Linked DNA regions of Mus musculus: region 1 is linked to region 2. A link is a contact called in public Hi-C data. All regions are on one chromosome and are shown on one strand. Each heading gives the region's core, a stretch centred on a gene start, on an enhancer-like site or on the middle of the called end of the contact. The rest is flanking DNA. Distances are from core to core; before and after follow the strand shown.

The links. Hi-C and Micro-C count contacts between places; a contact is called where the count stands out from the background.
Region 1: a Hi-C map of cerebral cortex shows a contact between it and region 2, with 2.2 times the contacts expected there. The contact joins two enhancer-like sites. A contact is called at or near these places in 7 of 39 promoter capture datasets (the HPC-7 cell line, cranial neural crest, hippocampal neurons and 3 more), 1 of 15 datasets of contacts at CTCF or cohesin (the NIH/3T3 cell line), 6 of 484 Hi-C or Micro-C datasets (cerebellar granule neurons, cerebral cortex, embryonic stem cells and 3 more), 6 of 115 datasets of contacts at active chromatin or transcription factors (the 230-238 cell line, CD8 T cells, T-cell acute lymphoblastic leukemia and 2 more) and 2 of 9 other capture datasets (adipose tissue and embryonic stem cells).

What each region holds. Positions count from the first base shown.
Region 1 is chr10:59,822,437-59,828,952 of GRCm38.p6, forward strand. It overlaps Micu1 (mitochondrial calcium uptake 1), which reads left to right. Exons shown (of 12, transcript NM_144822.3): 9 at 4,753-4,890. Among named protein-coding and RNA genes, the nearest start is that of Gm23803, 7.9 kb to the left of the region's middle. Within about 2 kb of position 2,400, at least 97 of the 459 cell types and tissues checked have an H3K27ac peak or open chromatin away from gene starts, as enhancers often do. A contact at or near this core is called in adipose tissue, bone marrow-derived macrophages and cerebral cortex, where this site is marked.
Region 2 is chr10:59,586,233-59,591,987 of GRCm38.p6, forward strand. The region is part of intron 1 of Mcu (mitochondrial calcium uniporter); the gene reads right to left. Among named protein-coding and RNA genes, the nearest start is that of Gm40671, 14 kb to the left of the region's middle. Within about 2 kb of position 3,804, at least 130 of the 459 cell types and tissues checked have an H3K27ac peak or open chromatin away from gene starts, as enhancers often do. A contact at or near this core is called in adipose tissue, bone marrow-derived macrophages and cerebral cortex, where this site is marked.

The sequences.
Region 1 (6,516 bases), core at 1,150-3,649, 230 kb after region 2:
TCCCACTGAAGAGCACAGATGTGTCTGGCTAAGTGGCCTGAGGTCACTGTGCAGTGTGGCTCTGTGCGGTTCAGAAGCTAGGAAAGGCCTGGGGAAGCCTGTCATTCTGAAACACGGATATAGGGAGGGATTTGCAGAGGTTGTAACTGTACAGAGGAGCACACGGGCTTTCCTCATCCCAGAGTGCAGCGCCCTCCAAAGCCTTTGCTGAGCAGTGACACACTCTCAGACACTGATTTCTCTCTCCTTCTACTCGTTTTAGCCTCATTTTTTGGCACTTGTAATAAAACATGTATTTTTTTCTCCCTAGCTTTTCATCTTCCTCGGGTAGATAGATAGATAGATAGATAGATAGATAGATAGATAGATAGATAGATAGATAGGTATCATATAGCTAAATGTATATTATCTGTCCTTCCAAAAGACTAGCCCTCCTGTCACCAAGGAGCAGGGGTGGGAAGGAAAGGTGCACTGTGTTTAGAAAGCCAGGAAGAATCTCCCAGTGTTCGCTGTCTTCTCTTTTTTGGCCCTTCTTTGTGGCCCTGCAGCCCCTGGGGTCAACAGGAAGCTTGTATGCGGTTGAGAATGTGGTCGCGGCTGCATAGGGAAGCCACAAGCCTGGGCAGCTGCCTGTGAAACATGGGTAGGCAGACAGATGGTCAGTGATGTGCTGGCCTGCCTGCGCACGTTCTTCGCCACAGGGCGAAGGAAAATAGAATCCCTTAACTGTCACTGAAGCAGAGCTTAAGGGACCCCAGTTTAAGTGGGGCATGTGTTTGCTAAGTCGTGCAAGCCGGTAATGCAGACTGCTTCCAAGATACACAGTTGTTTTCTGCACTATGATAATTTTGTAATTACCTGGGTCTCTCCTTGAGGCCCTCGGTGACCTGGAGGACTGATTACATGCCTGTGACACTCCAAGGGCGCACCTGCAGGTTTGTCAGGATTTAACATATCCTGATTGATATGAGGCCCCCAACACACATACAGTAGAGGGCTTCCAGGTCTAGGTTCATTCAGAGATGATGCACCTAACCCTCAAGAGACTGGAGGCCCCAGGGAGTTTAGAGGTCAGATGGGGTGGAGGGTGCGGGCATCCGTGTGGAGACGGGGTGTGGTGGGGAGGAGGTGTGGGATGTGGAGCAGTTGGAGGGTGGGAGGGGAGGGGTGGGGAATGGAATATGGGGTGTAAAAAATAAATTACAAATTAAATTTTAAAAAAATATGTGGTGGTTTGAATAGGAGTGGCCCCTGTAGACTCATTAGAATGCTTGGCCCATAGGAAGTGGCACTCTTAGGAGGTGTGACCTTATTGAAGGAAGTGTGTCATCACTGTGTAGGAGGGCTTTGAGGTCATCTATGCTCAAGCTCTACCCAGTATGGTTGCACAGTTGCCTGTGCTGCCTACAGATCAAGATGTAGCTCTCTCAGCCCCATGTCTGCCTACACACCACCAGATATCGCACCAGTGATGACAATAAACTAAACCTCTGAGCCTGTAAGCCAGCACCAATGAAATGTTTTCCTTTTTAAGAGTTGCCATGGTCAAGGTGTCTCTTCATGGCAACAGAAATGCTAAGAAAGAATACAAGATGGGAGTCAGGCATGGCGGGGCACACTTAGAGAGCTGAGGCAGCAGGATCATGAGGTTGAGGCCAGTGTGGGCTGCACAGTGAGAAGTCTATGTCAAAAAAATAAGTGTACACATGATCTCTCCAGCCATGTAACATCTATCCATGGCCCTTGACATTTTAGTCAGTAGATCCCCGAAATGCAGTCCTCAAAACTCCCAAACTACCATTTAGTAGGTCTTCAACTTTAAAATGTTGAACAAGTAGAATGTTTGTGTCTGTTAGCAGATGTAGTGTGTGAAACACCTACCACCTACCTTCCCCCCCCACACACACACACGCCCTCTACCCCCACCCCACCCCACCCCACCCCACCGCACCCCTGCCAGCTTGGCCTCATTTAAGCCCTCAGAACCTAATGGCTTGGGGCTGGAGCTCAGTGTAGAGCCCTTGCCTGGTATGCACAAGACCCTGATCCTCTGCAACATGAAAAACCTCATTAGGTAGCTTTACCCCAGAAGACCCCGTAGGCTAAACTGAGAGATGCTGGCTGTCCAAAGTGAAAGCATAGAGCTGAAGCCATGAGTTTTGAAGTCGGCCAGGCTGCAGAAAGGACAAATATTGATGTTTAAGCCTTTTGGGTTCTAATTGCTTGATAATAGTGGAACATGTTACCAAAAGCCAAGTTTGTGTCTTCAAAAACTAGTAAAAATACTAATTTGAGCATTGAAATTGCTACTTGAGGCTCTCCCCTAGAAACTGCCCTTGAAACACAACAGAGGAATGTTTGTGCCTTTAGAGGGTGGAAACTGAAGGCTTTTCATGAACCCTGAGCAAGCCAGCCGCTGTCAGGTTTACAAACAAGAAGCATTTCAACTTCGAATCTGCCTTGTTCCACCCTGGTAGGGAGTTCCAGAAAGGCAGGCATGTCTATCCAGATCCTCCAGGCCAGCCCAGAGAGCCGCGGGGCACAGCTTTGGGGTAGACCCTGCCTGTAAATACATTCTGTATGGTCAACTCCAGCTCAGCCATCTGACCCTACGGGAAACCTGCTTTAAACAGTGCAAAACGTTGCCCGCTTTCAGAATTTTTATCAGTTCCTCCGTTTTGTTTCAGGATGGCAAATTGAGCCATAAATCAAACTTAAATCGAATCCCCCCAAAACTTTGGGTTTTGTCAGAAATTAATCAGTTCTGTGCAAGAGACGGAGTGACGGATGGGAACTGCTGTGGGCCCGAGTGGGAAAGGAGCCTCTGGCCTGTGGTGGTGATGTCGATTCCTTTGCAGGAGGAGTTGTGCTTTCCTTCAGCCGGCTCTCGGCCCCGCCCCTCCTCCCCACTGTTGTAGCTTATTCAGAATATCAGGGTGCTGCCCTGAAGGTTGCAGAGAAGTAGGGAATTTTGTGAATCCAGATGGACTACATCTGCTAACCCAGCTTAGTCAATTGCACGTTGCCTCAGGCTTCTTGTCTGCAAAGCAGAGCCAAGAAGCTCCACCGACCTGACAAAGATTTAAATGAGAGAGTGTACGGGGAACTTCTGGAGTGAGGTGCATGCGCAGTAAAGAGTTGTTATTGCGGTGTAGTTCTTGTGGCTTGTATACTCTGTGACTCATGAGGGAGGAAGCAAGACTGGAAAGAATCTACTCTTGGATATTTCCATTTTTATCACTGTCTTACATGTGTCATCTGCCTAGCAGAGGTCCCCAGGGATCTTCCTTCCCATGCCGCACGGTGACTCACACAGTGCTGGACAAGGAGAAGACGGTGGGGACATGCTTGTTGACATGAACTTACTTAGTACCATCTGACATCTGTGAACTCCCTCTCAGGAGAGCAGATCAACCCTGCCATGTGGGAGTGTGAGGACATTCTACCATCCTCCTGTCCTTTTGGCCCCTACTTGGCCACTAGGCCTACCCTGCCTTTTATAATTATTATTATTATTATTATTAGCCTTAATCAGCACTAGAGCTGGGCAGATATCCACCCTCTAAGCTATTAGAATCTATTTCCCCATTAATAACCCTGAGTTATAATTCTCCATGTTTCGTCTGAACTGCTCTTAACTTCAGTTGGCCAGTCCTCATAGCCATGCTTTCATGACTCTCCTACCCATGACATCTTCTTCTCCCATCCTCTCCCTCTCTCATGGTCTCCTCAGATCCCAAGCCTGGGAACTCCAAGCCCTGCCTATATCAATTCTGCCCAGCTATAGGCTGTAGGCATCTTCATTCACCAATCAGGAGTAACTTAGGGGTCAAGGTGACATTGCATCACTTGAGTCTATGTGCAGATTTTCTCATCCTTGGGGGCAACCAGGCCTTAGGGACCAGTATTTAGCATTATAATACATTATAATAATATAATTCTAATACATAGCAAAAGACCAAACCTCAACATTACGTGTTACATATTACATAGAACTAACATTGCAACTGGGACCAAGAGAGCTTCCTTGTCCTGTTTCTAAATGAAATCTCAGTGCTCTGATAAGCTTAGATTAGCTCAAGGTTCTTTGTCTTGTTACATATTTCTCTTAAGCATTATTGATGTCCTATCATTCAGATATCCTTTTTGAGAAAACTTGTTAATTACATTACGCTTGTTTGAAATCCTTAGGGATCTATTTGATTTTTGCATAAGCATGATTGATAAGACTTAAAATCCTTATTTTAAGTCTTCTCTAAGAAGCAAGGTCATGGATGATCTTAGAGACTGGTTATTACTATTAATGTATGAACTCTCGAACTCAGGAGGCAGAGGCAGGCAGAGCTCTGTGAGTTCGAGGCCAGCATGGTCTACATGCTGAGTCCCAGGCCAGCCAGGAACTCATAGTGAGAGCCTGTCTAAAAAGAAGAAAAGAGAAAAATTGTGAAATTTTCTATAGTTTTAAAATTGGCCCTGTTCCTCAAGGATGCTCCTGACCCAAGGGGGGATGGGGAGGGGTTGTCTGTTCTGAGTTTAACTGTTTGGTTTTATTATTATTGGTGCATATTAGTAACTCAGAGTAATGACCTTCATTGTGATGACGTCACACAGGCGTTTAAGCAGTTCTGCTTTCTCTGTGAGGAACCAAGGGCCAGATTCATTTCTCCCCTCAAACACAATTGATCATCCCACAGCCCACACCAAAATACCTTCCATGTAACTCCCAGAACACTCTGTCTGCTTCCTCCCCAGTTTGAACGCCATGACCCGGTAGATGGGAGAATCTCTGAGAGGCAGTTCGGGGGCATGCTGCTGGCCTACAGTGGAGTGCAGTCCAAGAAGCTGACCGCCATGCAGAGACAGCTGAAGAAGCACTTCAAAGATGGGAAGGTAGGTTGCCTCGGATACAGGGAGAAATAAAACCATGGGAACCTCTGGGTTTTGCAGAGGTATCAATAATAATGAGAACGTGTCGTGAACCATTCGGGAATGAATACATCTCTCAGCTCTAAGGCCCAAAGAGAGAAGAATAGTGAACAGTACACAGAGAGTAGGAGAGAGGGTAGAATAACCCCAGGTCTCTTGATCAAAGCCAGATGGCTCCATGCACTGGAACTGAAGAACATTGAAAAGTTCATTTGGATGGGAAGAAAGATAGTATTCTGTTGTAGGTGCCTTGGATTTAAAATAACTATAGGCTGTCCACGTGGAGATGACCACAAGGCAGCTCAGCATGCACATCTGCCTCGGAGCCCTGAGCCAGGTTTGGTAATCATTGGTCCTTAAAGCCATGAGAACTGGAGAGATCTCCTGAGGAGTCTTGCACAGATTGAAAACGATGGACCAAAGGCAGAATCCACTGAAACATGATCTCGAGAAGGCGGGGGAAGGACTTACCCAGTCTGCTTTGCACCGCTGATAAACACCATGACCAAAAGCAACTTGGAGAGGAAAGGATGGAGCAAGCTTACAGGTTATGATTCCTTGTCAGAGGAAGCCACGGCAGGAACCTATAGGCAGGAACTGAAGCAGAGACCATGGAGGAAGGCTGCTTATTGGCTTACTCTCCATGATTCGCTTGCTAAGCCTGCTTTCTTATACAGCCCAGGACCACCTGTTCAGCTTTGGCACCACCCACAGAGGCCCTCTTGTATGAATTATTAATCAAGAAAACGCCCCCACCAGACTTGCCTACAGGCCAGTCCGATAAGGCAGGTTCTTAGTTGAGGTTCCATCTTCTCAGATGACACTAGCTCATGCCACATTGACAAAATGGTTAACGTGCAAGAATGTATGTATGGCTGGAGTATGGCTGGAGCATCCCAGAGCAAGGACAACTGTGGTCAGAGAGGCACAGAAGGAGCCTAGCCCTCACTCAGAACAGCGAGAGGGTACTGAAGGCTTAATGATGAGACGACAGGGTTGATTATTTACATAAAGAGAGTCAGGCCCCATTGTGGAAGGTTCTGTGGGAATGAGCAGGAGTAGGATCAAATCGACTGATAATAATGTTACTAGAGAGGAAGAGGAGAGTGAGCAGCATTGACATTAGAGACCTTGGCGTCTCGGGAGCTCTACTCAGCCCCACTCTCTGCCATCCTTTAACACTGCCTGTACCCAGTACAGGTGAAGGGCAGCCACAAAGCCCCACCAGCACTTGGGGAGGAGCAGACTGAAGCAGAGACTGGACTGCTGGCTGCCCAGGCACTCAGACCCACGGGAGAGCCTGGACTCTTCCCAGAGTCTCCCCAGAAACTCTCACCGCAGGCCCCAGACCTTCCCCACAGGACAGCAGTCGTCACGTGGCCATGATCAGAACCCCAGTCTGGCACTGAAGATGCTCTGTGAATAAGGACCAGCGTCGTGGTGATCAAGACAAGGCTTCTTTACAGGCAGTTCTGCTGCCGCCCTCGTGCTTCCCATGGTGACTGAGGTCACCCTGACCTCACTGGCCTTGAAAATGAGCCCTTCTGATCGGCTTGCCATTGGACCATCACAGCTTTTAAAAGCCAGAAG
Region 2 (5,755 bases), core at 2,554-5,053:
GATCTGATGCCCTCTCTTGACCTCCTCACTCAGCACCAACACACACACACACACACAACGCATGCAAGAACACACACAAGCACATATACATAGATAAAAAAAAATTTTTAATTAAAACATAAGAAAAAAGGAGTTTTGCCAGGGACGAGGTATAAGTGATACTGGATATTGACCATTGGAAGTTTTCTAGAATTTAAAAAAAATGGTGCTACTAGAGAGCCTGTGTGTCTTTAAAACCACTGAGTTCTTATGCTTTACACGGCAAGCATCACCCTACGTGAATTAGCCCTCCGTAAAGCTGCTGTTAGAGAGGAGAGGAGACAGATTGTCCTCTTTCGTCCTCTACCCCCTGGCCTATGCGGAGTAAAAACCCTTCCGTTTGAATACAGAAGGCAGTGTTTCCGGGGTGCAGATAGAAGGGTCCACAGATAAGGACAAGCCTCACTACACAGAACCTCAATAATAAAAGAGAGTTTACACACAGAGTGTTTATGATTCTTAAAGTGGCACACACTGCAAATACTAGGGATTGAGTTTAAATGAAGCTGGCTGTTTTGTGAGTCTTGAAGTAACTCGTTCCGAGTCCAGCCGATTTTCATCCAGATTCTGAAAGTAGAAAGTGCATAGCAGCATTTGTTCCAGAGCAGCATACCTCCGGTGTCCGGTCTGATCGGGCGCTATCTTGAGCTACATCTAGAACAACAGCTCGAAAGCGCCAGAAACGTGCCGTGAGATCTCAAGGAGTTGGCTTCAAGGCTGGTGAATCTCGAAGTTCCGCTCCCAGGTTACACCCAGGTTTAACAACACCTGTTTGTTTCTCTGTTACTCATGAGGCAGATGAATGAAGAGCCACATTCCACAGGGAGGAAATGAGGATCAAGAAGATGAGCGAGGACCTAATCAAAAGCCTTTCCTTCAGGATGACAGGGCCGGCTCAGAACACACGCCCATTCCAGAAGCAACGCCAGTTCCCAGAAGGGAACTCCAAGTGCGACTCACTTCAACCTGGGCTCCTCACTCAGTCACTGGCAAGGATGGAATGGACAGGATTAGCTTGCACAAAGCTCCCTAACTTCTTCAACTAAAAGCCACAACAAGAAACAAATGTATGCTACACAGTAGCAGACACCCGGGATCCCACCACTTGCAATGGTGGAGACACTCCAGGCTACGTACAGTGGGCTTAGGCCAGTCTCAAAGTACTAAAATAACAAATAAATAAAACCTCCAAGAGTCATGCCCTGCTTAAAGATGGAAGAGATTCCAAGAAATGCATTATCAGGCAAGTCCATCCTTGTGAAAACATCAAACCCAAACTAAGTTATTAATGAACTCAAAGTCACTATAATGTTATGGACCCATTATTGCTTATGAGGTTGGTCAGTGTGCCATGCATAGCTGCAGCTTGTAAGGTTCGGTTCTCACAAAAGCGACACCGACATCTGTGAAAGAATACTGACCCTGCCTGTGCAGAGCGCACTTAGGTGTGCTGGCGCTCCTTTTCTATGACCCTGTGTCCGTCAACCTCTGGGTAACTGGCTTATCCAGTCAGAGATCACACTTGAGGGAAGGGTAAAGCCATCCTGCTACGGCATGATGGAGAGAACCTCAATATTGTTCCAGGATAAGCCACTGCACCCACAATATCACCCATAGTGAGCATGGGTGACACATTCTCTTATTTGATCTTACAAAAGCAGTGCCAGATTAAAAACATCTAAATGGTATGCACAGAATGTGGATAGAGTTTTGTCTTCTCATTTTTAGACTTCCCAGTTTCCTAGAGAAGAGTATGACCTACAGTCCTGACTATCTAAGAGGCTGGGATTGCAAGACGTTTCATCCCAGAGTTCAAGGCCAGCCTGAGCACTCAGTAAGACCTGTTACCAAAACAAAAATAGCTTTCTCAGGGTATGGCCACCAGGCACTAAAACCACAAATAAGTTTTAAAAGACAGGCAAAGGGAAATCGAGAGATGGTTCTCAAACAGAAATGGTATCCGGCAGTGCCCAAAGCCACAGCTGAGAGGAGCATGCTACCTGAGCCTGCTGGGTAGGGACCAGGGATGCGGCTACACATTATATGGGAGAGGTTTCCAATCAAGGATCCGCTCACTCAGAACAGCAGTGGTGTGAAGGCTGATTAACGGAGTACAACCTCCCACGCTTGCTTCTGTTAGCTCATCTAAAGCCCACATGTCATTCTGAGGTAGGAGAGTACTAGATAAATCTGGATTGTGCTCCCCTTATAGGGGCCAAGTTTTACAAATGGAAAAGACTTAGCAGGAAGCAGGGTCGACTTTGTTCAGTGTTGAAATTCTGCCTTCCAAAGGCAAATTATGGTTGGCGTAGTAGCTCAGCAATTATAGGCCCTTGTCACCAAGACAAGCCTGACAAGATGGGCCCCATATGGTGGTAGGAGAGAACCAGCTCCCACAGGTGTCTTATGAACTCCACATATACACCAAGGCAGGTATGCACACACACACACACACACACACACACACACACACACACACACACACTCACACTGAATACAAAATGAACTTGTAGGACTGATTTCATTTATAAAAAGACCAAAACGGCAGGGATTTTTTTAATCACTTAACTATATAATGTAATTATTCTTTTGTCCTTGGTGACGATGCTGGGGAATCAAACCACAGCATGATGCCCGGTACGTGATCTGTCTCCGAGGTATATCTCCAGGCTAGGCTCAAACTCTCTCCTTCTGCCTCCACTTCCACAGCGCTGCAACAAAGGCATGTGTCATCACACCCAGGTCATTGTACAAATGGAAAGACTACCAGCTCACCTTTGAGACGGCAGGCTGTACCTACACTGAAGCCATCGGGAGACCTGGCATACTGTAAGCAACTGTAACCACAATCCTCAGGTCTACCAAGATACAAAGAATCAAGAAGTCATTGTCTCAAGGTCCACCAGGATGGGACACTGACATCCCCCTTCATCCCCTTCTCCCATCTCTTCGTTCTCCTGACCAGACACTGTCTTCCTAATATCTCCTGTCTTTGCTAGATCCTCATGCCAGTCTCCTGAACCATGCGCAGATGACACTAGTCACCCCATGGCATCTCAGAGCCCACAGAGTTTCAGTTATACAGGTGTGTCTTTCCTGTATTCACATATACACCAAGGCAGGTATGCACACACACACACACACACACACACACACACACACACACACACACACTCACACTGAATACAAAATGAACTTGTAGGACTGATTTCATTTATAAAATCCCTAGTACACCTCAGAGGAGGGAAGGGGGTAAGAGCAGTGACCTCAGACTTAGTTCAAATAAAGTCTCTCCCAGTTACTTCACCACACACTTCCTCTTCTTACCCATAACCACATCTTCCTTCAACCGGAAGCCCATATAACACCGAGACCGCCCTCGGTTACCCCAAATTGTAGGCAGGGGCTTTTCATTTGTCTCTCAGCAGGAATATGCTTTACCTGTGTCCTCGAAAGGATGGTAAGCCTTCAGTCAGCCCTTCTGTAACTACTCAAATCTAAACTGATCTTCTAATTACTCTTCCAAATTCCCCGTGGTTTTTAACCGCTTAGGACTTTTAAACACTCTTTTTCGGGGGAGGGAGGAATTCTCATCTTCTAAAGCCTGCCTCCCGTGATAGAAATCGAAGGCTGACTTTCCCAGCCTCTCTTTGCAAACAGGGTGGCAGCTCTATGGCCATGTTCTGCCACTCTGGTATTCTGGTTAGGAAGCAGATGCCATCACGGAGGTGGTGCCATGGAATCCACGCTGACCAGAGTGAAACCAGCTCTCCTTCCCAAAGCGAAAGCGGCAGAAGTCCTCGTGGTTCAAGTGGCACTTAGTAATGACAAGGCAGGGCCAACACTTGTTCCCGGTGCGAACGCAGAGCAGTGGGGTCTGCAGTGACTTTAGCCCAGTGGTAGAACGCTGGCGTCGATCCTGACTGATTCTCAGCTCTCTGTGAACTCCAGAGCACACTTTTTAGATCACTTTTTCCTGTTTACTGTAAGCAGGGGGGGCCTGCCGTTTGCAACTACAAACTCTGGTTCACCCCTCGCACCTTTTTCCCACACAGTTCAACGATGAGGTGCTTCCTTATGACTTACTGCATTTGTGGCTGACTGTGAAGCCAGGGATGCTGTGTGCACCGCTCATCTCCATTAACCCAGGACTTAGGACAGTGCTTTACTATGCAGACACATACCCATGACCCAGTTGAAAGAAACTCAACGTCATCAGTGTTATGAGAGTCAAAAGCTAAAAATTAGGACTAACCTGGGCCAGAGAAGTCACACAGGGTTTACAAAGAAGATGACACATCTGCAGGCGATTGAGAAGACAACAGTCTGCAGTCGGGGTGTGGAGAGAGAGAGAGATGCGTGACTTCCGAAGAATGGGAAAGGATGTGGCAAGTGCGGAGAGATGGCTGTTAAGGAAAAGGGCGCTGAGCTCGGAGAGTCTATCATCCGCCATGCATATGAGCTGGATTCTGAATGGCTCTGCACGCTAGGCCTGGAGAAGGCTGGATGCGATGATGCTCTAAGAACACTAATCCTCAATGAGTATTTTCATCTGTTCTTTATTCTAGATGTTATCTTCTGTGCAAAACTACAACAGCTACCCACACATTTTCTACACAGTTCCCTCTCCAAACACTGCCGCTCTATATTTATCTGTTCAAGCTGAGAGACTACAAGAGGAGAAGATCCTTATAATTAATCCTCTTGCAACCAAGCAAATATCCAATTTAAACATAAAAATCCATTACCAAAATGGCCTTTATTCCTCAAACCCTAGCTACAAACTCAATTGTAAAATTTCCCAACGCCATTTATCTTCTAATCTATTAAAATCTTGCACTGGTTCCAAGTATTTAAACTAAGGTCCCCGATGAAATTCTATGCTAAAAATCACACAGTCGTGCTGAAAACAAAATGTGGTCCACTTTATGATAGAATGTTTTAGATAGAATCTTTTAAAAGTACAGCAAATCTGGGCTGGAGGTGGATCTTGATTGGTAAAGACCCTGCCTAACATCCATGAAGCCTTAGGTTCAGTTCCCAAGGTCTACATAAACCAGGTCTGGTGGCTCACCCCCAAAGTATCAAAGTATCAGCACTTGGGAGGTAGAGGCAGGAGGACCAGAACTTCAAGGTCATTCTCAACTGCACAACAAAGTTAAAGCTAGCTGAGGCTACCATGAAATCCTGTGTCAATTCAAACAAACAAACAAAGATTGCAAATCCTATAACTATAGAAAGCCTGCGTAATTATTTTCTGGCCTTATATGAACCAGAAGAGATCCTTAGAAAAACTCTTTAGTGATGTGTGTGTGTGTGTGTGTGTGTGTGTGTGTGTGTGTGTGTGTGTGTCCTAGTTACATCATTAGAAAACATGTGTAAAGAAATGGGCCAAGTGCATACCACAGTGTTCAGAGTGGCAAAGATGGGAAACAAAGTTCTTACGGGATCGGCTTGCTAAGAAACCACACTCTAAGGCTGGTGTAACTCACGGGGGGAATGCCTGCCTGGTGGGAGAGAGGTCCTGGGGTTATCCCCAGCACAGGAGGAGGGAGGAGGAGGGGAAAGCAGCAGTGGCTCATGGAAAAAGCACAAATTTAACTTACATTGATATGCTTTTTTCACATCATAAGTCATAGATCCAAATGTTTGGTAGCACAAGTTGACAAAGATGTAAAGATAGAGTAACCCTCCTAACTCCTATGTTTAGGAACAC